Linked DNA regions of Bombyx mori: region 1 is linked to region 2. The links are chromatin contacts, called in public Hi-C maps. All regions are on one chromosome and are shown on one strand. The core of a region is the stretch at or near the end of the contact, and the rest is flanking DNA. Distances in the headings are between cores, read along the strand shown.

Region 1 (4,080 bases), core at 305-2,804, 41 kb before region 2:
CACTACCACGATTTTTCTTGCGTCGATAATCCTTAACGCTGAGGGTCGTGACCTCGTGAGGCTTTCTTGGGAAAATACACATGGTGGGGCACCGCATCCTTCCACAACAGTGCCTTTGGAAGAAATTTAGCTCTTCGAGGCCTTCGAGGCGCTGAAGCCTTATTTGGGTCCAACTACGGTTACTATTGCTATAAATCTATATATTAATACGTGAACCAAAAACTTTGTATTCGTTTTTACGAAAATTGCGCGGATGAAGAGTATGAAATTTCCCACACTTATAAAGAATATAGAGAGGGAGTGCAGAATGTTATTTTTTTTTATTTATGCATAAAAAATACATTAAATCAATTAAAAAAGACATTACACACACTATCATGCATTTGACATACACACACGCACACACACACTCATGCATTATATTTTTTTACTGTCAAACTTTTCATATTGTATAAAGTCTGTGGTCAAACTGAGAATAGATAAAATCTACATAATCTTTCCGAAATCTGTGATTACAGAAGTATAACAGTCTTTGACAATAGAATCATAATAGCGTGCAAGCTTATAATTTCAATTTATTATAGTCGAATTTCGACTACCGGGGGACTACTAGTATTTATAAATATATGTCGGGTTCTTACTGCTTTCATCCTTTTTTTTCCTACTGAAGTTTGAGTATATTTTTAAATTTTTGAACAACTCTTTTATCACATCCAATGTTTTCATTAAAACTTTACATCCAAATAACTCCCTTTGACGAATCCGAATAGGGAAACCACCGTACGTGCTTGGAGATTTTGATCTAAATTACTTATGTTTCTACAAAACAGGGATGTCTTTATACGGATTACGAAGACATAAATGCAGGTGCAATCGCATAAAATGACATTTGAATTAAAATTCCACAGCAAATCCGTTGTTGTTATCAACGAGAAACTAAAGAAAACAACAAATTTAATATTACTGGAATATTGTACCGTGATTTTTTTTTAAAATAAAACCAGACGCAATCTGAATCGTACCACAATTATCATAAACAGAATAGACAATGAATAAATCACTTCACACCGTCACTTCAGTCGATTTACTGTGTTCAATTTTATTTTCTTATTACATTTAAGAATCAATAAATCAAAAATAAATCTAACGAACTTATAATTTTATCTATATGAAACTATAAAAAGAAAATTAAATCATATGATCATTAAGATAAACAAGCAAGACAAAACTGTTTAAAATTCCGTTCGTATCCTGCGTCTCGCCTAGGGGATCATCTGACGAATGCACACAAAGGTCACATTCCCGTCTGCTGCCATTACGGGCTCCATAAAACGTTTAAATTGCAAGCAAACGTGCAGACGAGTTAAACAGAAATAAATAAGGCGTGTGCTGGCAGCGGTGTTGCTAGGCCCGCTCAAGGTCTGCTCGTTCGACCCTGGCCCTGCCCCGCGTGCCCCCACCGCACATCTGCATCGCACAAGCTGCAACACACACAAGCCGGGCCCTAAACATAACATCACCCCACCACGCTGCATCAATTTGTTACACGTGTAAGCTTAGAAAAGGGTCCACATTGGTTAGTGTGTCGCACGCATACAGATGATCGTGTGTATTCTTGGTCTTATACACTGTTGCAAATTTCCTTATACGTGTGCGTAAGTCGGTCCGTGCACGTCTCATTAAATATGGAATTGCCAGCTTACGTGACATCCGCATTATGCATCTCCTTAATGAAATTGATAAGCTAGAACATTATTGATAAGAACATTATCGACGTTGTCTTGATATTTTCATGATTTCATAGCATTTAGTGATTTAGATGTGTGTATAACTCCTCAATGGATTCTAGCTCGGTACTCGTGGGCGTGGAAATAATGTTTGCCACAATGAGTGGGTGTGGGATATGCATACGTAAATTCCGATACAAAACCAAATCATAGCGTATGCAAACTAGTTATGACGAATTTTACATTGAGGAAACAGTTGAACGAGTTATGGTTGGAAGCCAGAGAATCTTGCATAATATAACCGAATATGAAGATATTATTATAGAGCACGGCAAGGTTTTGAGCTTCGTTTGAGTTTTGGACTACGTGTCTCAAGATATTGGTGTCTATTTGCTACAGTTACAACTTAGTAGCAGGTTGGGAAAGAGCTTGCCTACCCTTCTATCTCCATAAAAAATACATAAGTGTATATAGTAGTGTATCGTCACCGCATTATTCTACTTAAATTTGCCGCGAAAAGACAATACGTTGCAATTCGAAAGTTAGGATAGCCGTCAATGTAGTTGAAAATTCAACCTTACGTCTAAATATCGATGAAAGAATTTAAGTTTACGCTTCAGTTTTTGACTGTGTGACCTTAGTATATCACCACCTCTTCCCGTGAATATCGTATAGGTAATGCAACTAATGGATTTATCAGATAATGGGCAGTAGCGTCCTTGAATTTTTTTTGTTTAGATGGTTGGACGAGCTCAAAACCCACCTGGTATTTAGTGGTAACCGGATGTTTTTTTTTATTGCCCTTGTAGGCAGACGAGCATACAGCCCCCCCTGATGGTGAGTGGTTACCGTCGCCCATGGACTTCAGCAATGCCAGGGGCAAAGCCAAGCCGCTGCCTACCAATCTACAACGTAAATGCCGCCACCCATCTCGAGACATGAGTCTATAACATGGTCTCAGTTTTAATCTAACGTTCTTGACTATTATACCAACTCACTATCGTTGCCAGCCAACTAGGTAGGGCGTATTTTAAGCCCGCACCGGTAGATACCTCCATCCTGTCAATTTCTGCCGCAACCCCGCGACACAGTCATGTGTATTGCGTTCCAGTTCGAAGGGTAGCATAACCGTTATACTGTACAATAATAGTATAGACCGTGAACTTGTTGATGCATATTATATAAGAAAATCCAAAAAAATTTTATCCTGTAAACGTGTCCGATACAAGAGCAAATTCATATATTATATAGAATGTTTCGCATCCATATAATTCAGACGTTTGTCGTCAGCGCAAGGAACAATATAATTACACAAGTCTTACGTAAATGCTAAGTGATTTTAACCAGCGTTTGTCTGTAGGTTGTCCAATCATTGTTGTAAATTGAGAACCACGGAATATATATACTTACATCTGAGATAGTGATTACTACAAACCGGATTTACAGCAAACATGTGGAACAGTCGCACACGGTTTGGCAAGACTAGATGTTTATTTATTAGGATCTCAGGTATCACACTATGAGCACGTGCTACATACATATGCTATGTTTATTTGTTCTTTTATATATGGAATGTTTTTCATATTGTTTTTATAGTATGTGGTGCATTAATTTTTATACATGTGTAATAAATATCTCATGTGCAAACCGGTTTTTTGCTTAATACCTTCAACCTCAGCCTTCATTGCTTCAGCATATATTTATGAATTCCTTACGTGAAGATACAGACAGTCATCAAATTAGTTATCTAGTTAGTCAACCTCTTAATTAAGACGAGTTTTTTTGTACTGATAACTTGTCTCATGCAATGTCATTGTATTTAGGTAGCTCTTATATATTGCAAAGTTGTAAATAAACAAACGACTCGCCATTTTGTCGGCCATGTTGTCGACAATACGTCAAAGTGACGTATTCGCTCGTCAGCTGATAAGAGCATCGAATGATGAGACCAAAGGAATGTGTATATTAAAGATTTTATTCAATCTACTAATTTAATATACTCAAGCTTTGAGTGGTCGAAAAATGTGCATATTTTTTTAAGTTGCTTGTAAATATAGGACGTGTAGAATTCTAGTTTTACTATGTAAACTATTTCTGAAGGAATTCCAAATTAAATCCGTTTAGAACGGCAAGCACGTTTGTTTTGGAATAAGAACCAATCGAATCGTTTTATTGAATTGCACCGCTGAATTTCTGCGATTAGTCACTTGTGTCGATTTGGCGAATTCAAGGAGGAAACAGTAATTTAAGTATCTTTCGTAATTCAGGTAGTGGAATGTACAGAAACACAGAGTTTTAAACAGTTTTGGTGAGGCTTTTTACTGTTCGGACAACGACAAAATGTCGGAGACGT
Region 2 (3,866 bases), core at 1,300-3,799:
GATGTGTGGACGAGCTCACAGCCCACCTGGTGTTAAGTGGTTACTGGAGCCCATAGACATCTACAACGTAAATGCGCCACACACCTTGAGATATAGTTCTAAGGTCTCAGTATAGTCACAACGGCTGCCCCACCCTTCAAACAGAAACGCATTACTGCTTCACGGCAGAAATAGGCGTGGCGGTGGTACCTACCCGTGCGGACTCACAAGAGGTCCTACCACCAGTAATTACGCAAATTATAATTTTGCGGGTTTGATTTTTATTGCACGATGTTATTCCTTCACCGTGGAAGTCAATCGTGAACATTTGTTGAGTACGTATTTCATTAGAAAAATTGGTACCCGCCTGCGAGATTCGAACACCAGTGCATCGCTCGATACGAATGCACCGGACGTCTTATCCTTTAGGCCACGACGACTTCAAATAAATAACTATCACAAAAGCAAACTTTATACCAAAGAAAGGTATTTTATTTTCGTTTTTGTGAATAATTAACCGGAGAAACCTAGTATAAACGTTAGGACAAAGAACGATTTTTTTTTGTAGAGTTGTGTTATTTCCATCAGCGTTGCAGTTTTGATGGTCACGGACGACTGACGGTCACGGTCACATTTGAGTAATTACGCTTATTATCGTCTAATCAAAAAACGTTGCTTTTTATAATAACATTTAAAAAATGCGAGATAATACCGTATAAGCAGTTTTAATTATTTCATCGACTCGCAAAAACCGAATAAAACGCTATTGTATAAATTATTTTGATTTGCATTATTTGTGTCAAATCTATTCAAATTTGTCGTGCGAATGACACAAGTTGTGGCTACACTTCTAAGCGACATTTTTGCAACTCTACACGGGAGTCATTAAAGTTTAAAATTTCGAAAAAATATCTTGACAAACAATTTATTCAGCTTTTTGAATGGGGTAAACATAATTGTAGTTCAATTAAAAACCAAATAAAATTGACCTTTAATCACAAAGATAAATATCGCGTAGCGAAATATTGCTTCCACCTTCAATCTTCACCCCTTGATCTTTTGTTCTTTGTGTGCCGTCAACTTTTGAAATCGTCGAAAGTGTGCTGCGACTAAAAAGTTTGAGAAAATCTGATCTAGATATCCATCTAGACATTCACACAATCTCACGGCTCACGTGCTGCTGTGGTATTACGAGATAGCACATTAACGACCTAATGACATAAGGCAGTCGCCTCAATTTTAAACGAACATATGCCGTACCGTCTGCATGCAGCATTATTATAATCTATATATTATATATATATATAAATGAATTGCTGTTCGTTAGTCTCGCTAAAACTCGAGAACGGCTGGACCGATTTGGCTAATTTTGGTCTTAAATTATTTGTGCAAGTCCAGAGAAGGTTTAAAAGGTAGATAAATGAATGGACGGATTCCTTTTGTTTGTTTTAAGTTTATTGTATACAAAAGTTTAGGTCTTTTATTTATCGATTGAGGCACTACGAAGTCTACCTTGTCAGCTAGTATAATAATATAACTAAATCTTACTCGATCTGAAGTATATCCATCGCTGATAGGACCAGAATTAACAATACTTATCAGATGATCAACAGCTATCAAACACATTGTCAACCATTTGACTCCATAAATAGCTTCCAAGCCATCTCTTCTCATCTTAAACAGGTTAGAGGCATTTTCTTTCATACAAAACGCCTTTATCACTTGTGTTACTGGAATTAAAATGTTAATTAATGTCATATTGGTATTAACAAAACTAGAATTATATTTATAATGAATGACGCATGATGACTTACTTGTTGTATTAACATTGAGTTGTTTGGAACAAGACACAAAAGTGCATACTAGGCAAATGACTGCTAACAATCCCACTGTACATCTAAAATTAAATACTTTAGTTATTATTTAGGTTATTTTTGTGAAATTGTTTCACATAAATGTTAATTTTGTGTTGTTGTCGCAAAAGCGGAGTATTGTGTATTAGAAAAAATATGGAACAGTGATGGTGTTGCAATAAGCTTCTACGTTGTTTTTAGCCTAAGGATGATGTATCGCTGTCGTCGTCGTGGCTTAAAGGCTAAGACGTCCGGTACATTCATATCGAGCGATACACCGGTGTGCGAATACCAGGCGGGTATATACCAATATTTCTAATGTAATACGTACTAAACAAATGTTCACGATTGACTTCCACGGTGAAGGAATAAAATCGTGTAATAAAAATCAAACCCCTAAAATTATAATGTGCGTAATTGCTGGGCCCCACCTTTCATATTATGATTTGATTATAAACATTTACTTTTAATTGTCCTTCCATTTACGAAGATAACATTTAACGAAAAGTAAATACCAATCAAAATATCCCAAGTTAGTTAATTAAATGTGTCTTACACGAAATAATAGAATAGAGCATCGAATTCCTTATGATTCCCACTAGTCTGACATGCATTAGTTATAGCAATGCTAGCATTGATACCGGATGTGCCAAGGTGACTCCGTGATACCATCGCAGCCAACAGCTTCTCGATTGTGCTGGGTGGACAGGAAGCAGGCATGCAAACTCCCCATTGTAACTCATTAAGGGGACGCGCGTGAAGAGGTTGGTACTGTAAAATAGAGATGTATCAGTGATGCTCTGAAAACGAGTTTTGTTTATATTTTTATTGAGATATACTGCAGCCTTTCCCAAAGTGGGCGATAACGCTCCCTTGTGGGTTCTGCAGGCCTAAAGGGGGGCGGTAAGAGACCCAGAAAAAAATGGGGTCGTTGTGTAGAGGCTTGGGAGGCGATTTGTAATTTAATCTAGGCCTCTTAGACACCGACTGAAAAAATGGGGGCGCTAAAAAATAATTTAGTCTCAAAGTGGGTAGTAGACAAAATAAGTTTGGGAATCCCTGAGATATAGTGTATAGATATGATGTGTAAGTACCAAGATCGCTCACAGCCCACTTGGAGTTAAGCGCATCGGCGATAGCCAGATACCATTTTTGCATTGTTGAAGTAGAAACATTACATAGAGTAATTTCAGAGAGTCGAAAGTTTTCCACTTAAAGACGGTAGGTATATATGAGTCGACTAGTATCAAAGCCGGCAATCTGACTTTTGGACAATGATTGGTAAATCAGAAAAACGAATTATTGACTTTGTATTCCATTGGCAGTCACAAAACTCTTCGGAACGACATCTTAGATAAATAACAGGTTAACTATTAACCTTTATTTAATGCAGGTTTTGAACCGTATTCTTTGAAGGAGACGATTATATTCAAATCAATCTGAATTGACATATCAATAAAAAAAATTTGTCCAAATGCACAGATTGCCACCTTTGATAATAGACGACTCATATCTATCACTAGATTTCTTAATCTCATTTTTGAAACGGACCGTCACCTCGGGCATTAGTAGGTGAAGTTATAACTAGAAATGGTTTGGTAGTTGTTTCAAAAAAAACTAAATCAATAGATAATACTTTACTGGTGGTAGGACCTCTTGTGAGTCCGCGCGGGTAGGTACCATCACTCTGCCTATTTCTGCCGTGAAGCAGTAATGCGTTGCGGTTTGAAGGGCGGGGCAGCCGTTGTAACTAACTATACTTGAGACCTTAGAACTTATATCTCAAGGTGGGTGGCGCATTTACATCGTAGATGTCTATCGGCTCCAATAACTACTTAACAGTAAGTGGGATGTGAGATCGTCCACCCATCTAAGCAATAAAAAAATATATAAAAGATCATCGTACCCTTAAAAAATCTGATGCCGATTGGTAAGGAGAAAAGGCGGTGTCGACTTCATAGCTTTTCTGTTCTGTCTCGAGGATGATATCAACGAGGCAGTACTTCATCAGTAAATCGGTCCGAGAGTCTGACC

The links. A called contact is a pair of places that touch in the nucleus more often than the background predicts.
Region 1: a contact with region 2 is called in a Hi-C map of whole pupa, with 1.9 times the contacts expected there. The contact joins the enhancer-like site here to the promoter of LOC105841380 in region 2. A contact is called at or near these places in 3 of 7 Hi-C or Micro-C datasets (posterior silk gland and whole pupa).

The regions. Positions count from the first base shown.
Region 1 is chr25:7,541,870-7,545,949 of ASM3026992v2, reverse strand. The region is part of intron 1 of LOC105841560 (a long non-coding RNA gene); the gene reads right to left. Among protein-coding and RNA genes, the nearest start is that of LOC105841560, 6.4 kb to the right of the region's middle. Within about 2 kb of position 1,554, at least 8 of the 8 cell types and tissues checked have open chromatin away from gene starts, as enhancers often do.
Region 2 is chr25:7,502,360-7,506,225 of ASM3026992v2, reverse strand. LOC105841380 (nose resistant to fluoxetine protein 6) reads right to left here and starts at 2,549. Exons shown (of 12, transcript XM_062676149.1): 1 at 2,389-2,549; 2 at 1,794-1,876; 3 at 1,528-1,709. The coding sequence starts at 2,504.